Regions from separate parts of the Zea mays genome. Here region 2 is linked to region 1. The links are chromatin contacts, called in public Hi-C maps. All regions are on one chromosome and are shown on one strand. The core of a region is the stretch at or near the end of the contact, and the rest is flanking DNA. Distances in the headings are between cores, read along the strand shown.

What was found. A called contact is a pair of places that touch in the nucleus more often than the background predicts.
Region 2: a contact with region 1 is called in a Hi-C map of ear, with 2.3 times the contacts expected there. The contact joins the promoter of LOC100272367 here to the promoter of LOC100282840 in region 1. A contact is called at or near these places in 3 of 25 Hi-C or Micro-C datasets (ear, leaf and tassel).

What each region holds. Positions count from the first base shown.
Region 1 is chr3:9,922,192-9,926,739 of Zm-B73-REFERENCE-NAM-5.0, forward strand. It overlaps LOC100282840 (D-tyrosyl-tRNA), which reads left to right and starts at 2,166. Exons shown (of 8, transcript NM_001397645.1): 1 at 2,166-2,305; 2 at 2,376-2,467; 3 at 2,998-3,064; 4 at 3,185-3,215; 5 at 3,315-3,455; 6 at 3,963-3,988; 7 at 4,076-4,149; 8 at 4,408-4,548. The coding sequence starts at 2,264. The coding sequence ends at 4,417. LOC100284168 reads right to left here and starts at 1,048. Exons shown (of 4, transcript NM_001157064.2): 1 at 808-1,048; 2 at 256-334; 3 at 1-59. The coding sequence starts at 952.
Region 2 is chr3:10,122,168-10,126,715 of Zm-B73-REFERENCE-NAM-5.0, forward strand. LOC100272367 reads right to left here and starts at 1,771. Exons shown (of 5, transcript NM_001146849.1): 1 at 1,382-1,771; 2 at 1,178-1,291; 3 at 1-15. The coding sequence starts at 1,548.

The sequences.
Region 1 (4,548 bases), core at 916-3,415:
ACAGCAGAAAGGCTCCAACGTACCAGGGAATGGCACCAAGGAAGAAACCGACTATGAACCTTGAAGCGCAAGGGGTTATCATTAGAAGAAAGAGCAAATAAATCAGAAGGACACGAAGCTATAGCAGCAGCACTGCAATTGCTGTACCATGAATTCTGCCCAGGTATCGAACGTGGGACGACAATGCTGCTTGGCACACATGAATGAATCTAATGTATGAGCAGAGAAAGAAAAAAATGGAGCAAGATGCCTTACAGGAACCATCCAAAACCAATGCCACAACAGGGAAGTCGATCATGGCTACGTCCCCGCACACCTGCCTCGTAATCTCGAGCTGAAAGCGGAGCAAGGAAAACAGAAACATGGAATTTAAGCATACACGGAATGCATCGAAAAGCAGAGCAGGTACTCTACAGTATACGTACATTGCATACAGTGGGCACAGGCACAGGACAAGAAGGGTTTGACAGTAAGTAGGAGTAGACTAGAGAAGTACAGTAGAACCGTCGCTCCAGAACTGAAATGGATTAATAAATATCCTTGTAATAACAAGGTAAAAGGTAATTTACTTTGGTTAGTGGCCCCAGTTTGCACAATAGTAGAGTCGCCGAATAGGGGCAATCAGTTGAGATCAAACGACGCCTAGTCGCCTAGAAACCTCTCGCTCTCTGGGTGTGTGACTGTGTGTGTGTGTGGGACGACGAACGATGCCTAGAAACTTGATCCCGCAGATTTTTGTCTTATAAATGGTACGCCTAGAAAGTGAATTGGGGAAGTATTCGAGAAAGGAAATCGCAGCAGCGTTACCGGGAACGGCCTGGTAGTCGCCGCGGTGGTGGGCGGAGAGGCTCGGCGGCGGGCGCGGGGGCGGGTAGCTGGGCGGCCCCTGGAAGGTGCCGTAGTGTACACCGCCTCCTTGGGGCTTGGAGCCGTCGGCCTCCTCCCCGCTCATCCTGCTGCGCGCCCAACTCCTCTGGCTCTACCCTCTCTCCTCTCCCGGAGGCCGGAGCACGCAGTTTGGTCCGGTAGCCTGACAACAAGTGACAACGCCACACTTTGGACGGGAACAGGAGGGATCAAACTGGGGCAGGAGGAAGGAAGGAGGCCGCCCCGCCAGCTGTCGTCGTGGCCCATGTGCATGCCATGCACGCCACGCGGACGATCGGCTGGCCGTTGCCCTCCCGGGTCCGGGCCCAGCGCCCCCAGCTAATCGTTTCAGAAGAGAACATGCCAAAAGGCGAAATGATCGATCGCTGAGTTAATAATAACCAGTTGATTAGCCGTGGATTTCTTTATAAGCTGAATAACGCCGCGAGACGTGGATGATCAGATAGCATTTGCAGCCGCCGCGGCGGCGGCGAGACTGACTGGACTGCGAGAGAGGCACGCAACGACACGCCAGGCGTGCCACCAAAAAGGTCAATTTGCCACCTCATTCTAAAGCAGCTAGTAACTATTCCGCTTTGGCATGGTGTAGTAGGCTGATGTCATGCCAGAGTGATATTACATGAGTGATTGGATGCTTCTGCTTTTTAAGGATTTATTACTGTATCCTATCGTGATTTCTAGAGCATCACATGCTAGTACAAAGTAATTTCCTTCATCCTTTATTAACTCATACGCTGATTTCTATGGACTAATTTCACATTTATCAAGAGCCACTCCTGTGAAATATTTACAAATGATTTATCTGAGACACCTTGGGCACTGCATCAGAAATTTCTCTACGCTGTGAAATGAAATTTCCCTTCTCTTCGTCAGCATCGACTCCAAGCCGATTCAGAAGTTTTAGACCATACTGTTTTCCCCCTGAATCCCTGATTTAATTTTATGAAATGAGACACTGTTAGAGGTTTTTCTGTGTAAAGCCTCATATTTAAATTTGAGGTACTAGTTTAAAATAACTTGCATGTATTCCTTGACACAATAATGTAGATCGTAATATTTGTTGTGTTATTTCCTCTAGGCACAGAATATTTTGTCAAGTATATTATCATGTAATATTTTGTCAAGAATTTTTAGTTCAGGCAACAGAACAAATGCAAAGCCCGACCCAGTAAGTTATTGGCGCCTTTTTCACGGCCCATCAACGGGGTGTTTGACAACAAAGGCCCATCAACGAGGCATCCGGGTCCGCGCATTGCACTAGCTCCCCCCAGGCTCTACCAGAACCGCCGCCGTTTCTGGATCTCTCGACGGCGAGCAGCGACTCGTCCGGTCGTCCCTCAGCACTGTGCTTGGCGGACGCAGGACAAGACACAGGATGAGGGCTGTGGTGCAGCGCGTCCTCTCGGCCAGTGTCGAGGTGAGCGCGCTCTCCAGTGCACTGCAATTCGCTCGGAATCTTCCCTGAATGCTTCTCTGTGGGGTCGCAGGTCGAGGGGCGAATAGTGTCTGCGATCGGCCCTGGACTCCTCGTTCTCGTCGGCGTCCACGAGGCGGACACGGACTCCGACGCCGACTACATGTATAACACTCTTCTCCTTTCATTCGCCTCCCACTTCCTCCAGTTACTGGTTTATACTGCTAGCCATCGTCTCAATTATTGTCTGTTTACCTATGACTATATCTTTATAGCTCATCAGAATCTGCAGTGGGGATGTGTTCACCGGATATCAGTTAGCAGTGTACTGTGTTGATTCAGTAACCAGTTATTTGAGCTGACGGAGTGATTGCAGTGCAGAATGTAATGATGATCCTTGATAAATGAATGATAGCATTAGTCACTTGTACTGCTAACGTAATCTGTTGTGTGGTATGTTTTTTGTGTTTAGTACCGCATGCGGCATGCATTCGGTGCCAGCTTCGTTATTAGTATTCTTTGGCAAATATATTATGTGTCCAACATATCGGGCTTTGCCAAATTCTGACACCTTTTTTTCTGATATGTTGTTAACTTACCACCCTTTTTATGAAATTTTGTTTATGCTGAAATGTTAAATTAACATGACCTGCTGTTATACCTCTAATTTGCATGCTAATACTACCCTTACATAGTTGTCGGAAGGTCCTGAACATGAGGCTGTTTTCAAATGACAAGACTGGAAAAGCATGGGATCAAAGTGTAAGCCTCAGACCATCTTGGCCCAAAGAATAAAGTTGGCCTACTTGAGAATGTTAATTATTTCTTGCACTTCGTATGAGCTTTGAAGTCTAATTTAAATAAGATTTTTCTTCCCTGCAGGTTATGCAGCGTAACTTTGAAGTGCTATTGGGTAATATGATGATGCAGCCTTTCACCATGTGTAAAATATAAATAGCCTCCATTAAATCTGTTATTAACCACTACATTTCTGACATGATGTCTTCTTCAGTCAGTCAGTTCACCTTATACGGCATCCTGAAGGGTAATAAGCCAGATTTTCACGTGGCTATGTCACCTGCAAAAGCGAAACCATTCTATGCTTCTCTAGTTGAGAAATTTCAAAGGTCATACTCGGCTGATTCAGTGAAAGGTAACAAATATGTATTTTATAATTAATTCGTTGCGCTTTACACAGTTTGCCAACCTGAATTCTTGAATACCAAATCAATGTTCTCTTTCCTTTTGTTAACATGGATATGCCTATATTTTGGATTTTCCTGTTATTATTGATACATTCATTGTAACGTTCCCACGCCGCCCATGGTCCTGTGTTGAACATTCTTTTCTGCTGGATGTACATTTCATCTTCTCAATAGTCACTTCCTGTTATGATATGCCGATAACATAGCTATTTCTTTAGTGATGTTTTCCAGATGTTCTGCTCACTTGTTTACTTCGCTGAACTATTGGCCTATTGCCATAGTATGTCTATGCTCCCCATACTCATAATACATGATCTTCTTGCACTTGTTATTTCTCTGCTGCTACTATTGCTTTTGCTGTTTTGCACTATGTTCCATCTACATCTAAAGATTTCTGCCATGAGTCACTGTATCACATGAAAATATATGTGACGATTTCCTACTTTGACTGGCAGATGGTGTTTTTGGAGCGATGATGAAGGTGCCTCTGACTGAAACATGTTATTTGTCCTCATAGCGTTTGATTGACCTTCTCAGAAAAAAAGGTGTAAATTGGAAAGCCTTGCAGGTTTCTTTGGTGAATGATGGCCCCGTGACAATGCAAATCGACTCACCCTCACTGCAAGGTGCTGCTCAGTCAAGGTGAGTTCGTTCAAATTACCAGGTTTATTTTAATCTTTATTGAACCATACACTTGCTAGCTAGAATAGCATGCAAGGTTATACAGACTTGTCTGAACTATTCATTTCTATGCATTTGAACAGCAATGGTTATGATGATTTGGTTGCGGATGGTGAAGCAAGAGTAGCTAAAGAGACGTGTTAAAATTCTGGGTCTCTTGCTGACCTAGGGTTTAGGGTTCTCCATCACATCTTTCTCATTCAGATTTTTTTGGTGCAGTTGGATCTGAAAGCCCTCCTGCTGTGCACTTGGTATGAACTTTGCGTCTATCTGGTAGGCTGGTCACAAAGAAAATATCAGAATTGAAGTTGGTATTAGTCATGTGATTTGCCGTTAATTTTTTTTAAACAGTTCTAGCGC
Region 2 (4,548 bases), core at 521-3,020, 200 kb after region 1:
GACAAAACTTGCTTCCTGCCAATAAGAGTGGGTTGCACCTGCATTAGAAAGATTCAGAAGGGAACTTTCTGAAATCCAAACATATCCAGCTAAGCAATAATGAAAATATTTTTCAATATTAAAAAGCCCACAAAAACAGGCACAATGGTTGCATCTCATTTAAATCCACTGTCATGTGGGACCAAGTCTACCAGCAATGGCTCACGGCGTAGCGTCGCGCCCATGAACAAGGCTTGGTATAGGAAAAGTGAATTTAGGTTTAGCTTCTTGATTGGTAATCAATTGCAAGTACCGTATATGTAGTTTCCCTCTTTCTATCTCCATCATTACTGGTAGACTTGTTCCACAATCAACATGACATCCAGACCAAGAGCCTTTTATTTTCATAAAATGACTCTAATTCTGAAAAGGATGGATAAATATGGGTGGAGGATAATCTTACATCAAAATAGAAACTGTCCATTGTTTATTATTTTCTGTATTCTAGCAACTCTATGAATAAAAGTGAGCATAATGTAACAACCAATGGCATAGCTACTGAGCTAGAGAAAGTAGGCATGCCGGCAAAAATATTAATTACATCAGTGTACAGAAAGGCATACAGAACATCTTTTATTAGACAGTGGACATGATGTGTCCTTAACAGAAGAAAGGCAATTGAATTCAAATTGAGGGGCCTCATCCTTCCACTTATGAAAAGTTAGCTCATCTAGTCATTTTATGGCTGCACAATGCCATATAAAGCCCTTGGTTTCTCCTCTGACACAAAACTATAGGATCACTACCGGAAATAATCGAACAAAACTCCCACCAGATACTCTGATCTCGTCGAAAATTTCTACTGAGATATAAACTCTATCCCAACAAATCAACTCATTATTCTACTAAATAACCAGAATTGAAGTCATCTGAAGTCTGTAGAGAGCTAATGATGTAAACAATAAAAAAATCTCTAGAGAGCTAACAATGTAGACAATAAGTATAAAAAATCAATAATTATCCGATCTGCAGAACCTCAACCTATAACATCATTCACCAACATACAAAATCAAGTAACTTCAGACATAGTTTTCATGTGTTGCATAGATTTACCCCACCATCATACCCCAAACTGAGAAAAGGTATTCCATATCACTCTTGGTTATAAATTGGTAACAGAGGCAGCGATCTCGCTCACCAGTTACGCTGCCCGCCCTCCTTGAACTCGGGATCGAGAGCACGCTTCCTCGCCTCGCCGACCCTCGTCACCCGCGACGACGTGAAGAAGAACACCAGTAGCAGCCCCGCGAACCTGCACGTCCCAGACTCGAGATCTCGTCACGATTTCATGGGCGAGCCCTTCCACCGGAAAGGGAGAACTGAAAAGAGGCGGCTCTCCAACCTGTACCCGGCGACGGTATGAGCCACCATGGCGGGGACTCCGACGAACACGGCGCTGGAGTCGACAGACTTGCGCCGGACAGCGCGCGCCGCGATGGCGGCTCCCGCCGCCACCGCCACTGCCGCACGGATCCAGATGCCGCTACCGCCGCCGCCGCCGTGATCCATTGTGGCGACCAGGTATCGGGATCTTTTTTGAGTTCCCCACGGATGTCCCGTCCTTCCGTCCTTCGTGCCGGCGCGGCTGCAAGCTGAGGGAGCGAGGTGATCTGTCCGCGGCGTGGAGCAGCAGGACAGGCAGTGGAGAGGGGCGTCGCGAGGACCGATGGCGGCGGGGCGAGGAAGAGTAGTTAGCGGGGAGCAGCTACCGGCGAGCGACCAGAACGGTGGAGGGGACGGAGGCGGCAAAATCTCCGTTCTGTAGCGCTCCTCTGGGTTCTCGCGTGCAGAACACGGAGTCCGAACAAATTCTGTGCAAGGATGTAATCTAGATTCTAGAATTCTACATCCAACATTGTCCGATTTTTTTTATTTTATATTCTACTCTTCCACGTCACTCTCTAAAAGATCAAACTACAAAAACGTGAGAAGGTAAAAATATAAAAACACAAAAACATAAAAAGGATAGAAATACAAGAACGACAACTGTCATTGAATCTACATTGATGTTTTGCATGATTTAATTAGGTGCTTGCACTGAATAAGTAATCGCACCCATTTTGCTTTTTATTAAGCGCATAGTATTGTCTTTCCTGTTAGTTTGGCTCGATGCCTGCCCTTCAAGGGTCTTGTATTCTGTTTATATAGATGTACAGGGTACATAGTATGGTAACCATACAAGAGAATCAAGAAAAGGATCAGAGGCGTAGCTCTTCAGGAGAAAGAAAATCAGAGACGCAGCTCTTCAGGAGAGAGGAAATCTGCCCTTCTATCTATAGAATATATGCTATCATTTAACATCCCCCTCAATCTGGACATGGTGAAGCAATGTTCAGATTGCGTCGACATATACTGAATGGTGTAATGGTCAGGGGTTTAGTCATAACGTCCGCCACCTGATCCTTGGACGAAATGATGCGAACCTCAAGTTGTTTAGTAGCCACTCGTTCTCGGACAAAATGGTAATCTACTTCAACATGCTTTGATCGTCGATGAAATATGGGATTAGCACAGAGGTATGTCGCACCAATGTTATCACACCATAAAGTCGGAGCACGAGGCTGTGGAAGACCAAGTTCCCGGAGAAGGACTTGTAACCATATTACTTCAGCAGTGGCATCAGCAATAGCTTTGTACTCAGCTTCTGTACTAGAACGAGATACTGTTGGTTGTTTCCTAGAACTCCAAGAGATGAGATTTTTGCCAAAAAATATGGCAAAACCATCGGTGCTTCGTCGATCATCAGGATTACCTGCCCAATCAGCATCAGAGAAGGCACTGAGCAATGTTGATGACGACTTTGTAATACACATACCCATTTCAATCGTAGCAGTCAAGTATCGCAGAATTCGCTTAACAGCCATCCAATGTTCGAGTGTCGGTGAGGACATGAATTGGCAAACTCTATTGACGCAGAAAGAGATGTCCGGTCTAGTGAGGGAAAGGTACTGGAGCGCACCAACTACACTCCTGTACCTGGTAGCATCCTCGGGAGATAAGGGTTGACCTCCCACGAGCTTCAACGGTTCCGTCGGAGACATAGGAGTAGAGGTACCCTTACAGTTTCTCATGCCAGTTCGGGTCAGGAGGTCCTTTATGTACTTGCGCTGAGACAAAATAATGCCCTGTGAACTCTGGTTAACCTCTACACCAAGAAAATAACTCAAAGCACCAAGATCTTTCACTGCAAAATCTTGTCGAAGCTGTTGAAGGAGACGATCGGTGGCCACTGAAGACGAACTAATAATGATGATGTCGTCCACATATATGAGCATATATATTTGAATGCCTTGGTGATTAAAAATGAATAAGGATACATCAGCTTTGGATGGAGAAAACCCGAGGTCAATTAATTTGGAGCTGAGGCGTGAAAACCATGCACGCGGTGCTTGTTTGAGACCATAGAGTGCTTTATCCAATTTGCAGAGGTAATCTGGATGAGTGGAATCAATAAAACCGGGAGGTTGCTTCATGTAGACATCCTCATGGAGAACCCCATGGAGGAATGCATTTTGGATGTCAATTTGACAAATAGTCCAATTACGAGAGACTGCTAGAGAGAGCAGAAGCCTGACAATAGTAGGTTTAACAACTGGACTGAAAGTATCGTCATAATCAATACCATGTTGCTGTTTGAACCCTTTGGCAACAAGACGTGCTTTATAACGATCAATAGACCCATCAGATTTCTGTTTAATTCAAAAAACCCATTTACAATCAATAATATTGAGATTAGCATGAGGCGAGACAAGATGCCACGTCTTGTTTTTGATTAAAGCCTGAAATTCATCAATCATAGCCTGACGCCATAGAGGATGCTTCATAGCAGCAATATGTGATGTAGGCTCAATATCAGGGACAGAAACTGCAGAGTAAGTAATTGTTCCATCAGTGCGTACCTTAGGCTTGCATATATTTGACTTGAGCCTGGTGCCATACGGATGAGAGACAGGTGCTACCACTGATGGTTGAGACACAGAATCTGGTGTGATCTATTGTTCTGTATTGTGATCATCAGACAATGCATGTGCCTCAGAACAGAACTCAGTAGAGGGCAAGGATTGTTCGGTTGGCAGGTGAGTTTCATCTTGTATGAGCGATGTCTCCGGCATTCCCAAGACTGGCATAGGCAATAGTGGTGCAGCCGGAGAACCTGACAGGACGGGCGCAGCTGCATTTGGTGTGGGCTCAAAACCTGAAGTGGATGCGACAGGTACAGGTGCTGCTGGAGGAACCGAGTTTGCTGCAACCAGAGAGTTAGCAGGCCAGGATATATGCATATGATCACCTTCTAAAAATGAACTGCCACTATCTAAATGCAATTGACGCAAATTAGAGGAATTGCATGACGTGGGAATAGATGAAATCTGAGCAAAAGGAAATATATTTTCATCAAAGATAACATCTCGAGAAATATATATGCGACCGGAATCAGTGTCAAGGCATTTGTACCCTTTATGAGATGAACTATAACCCAGAAAAACACATTGTTTGGAACGAAAAGAAAGT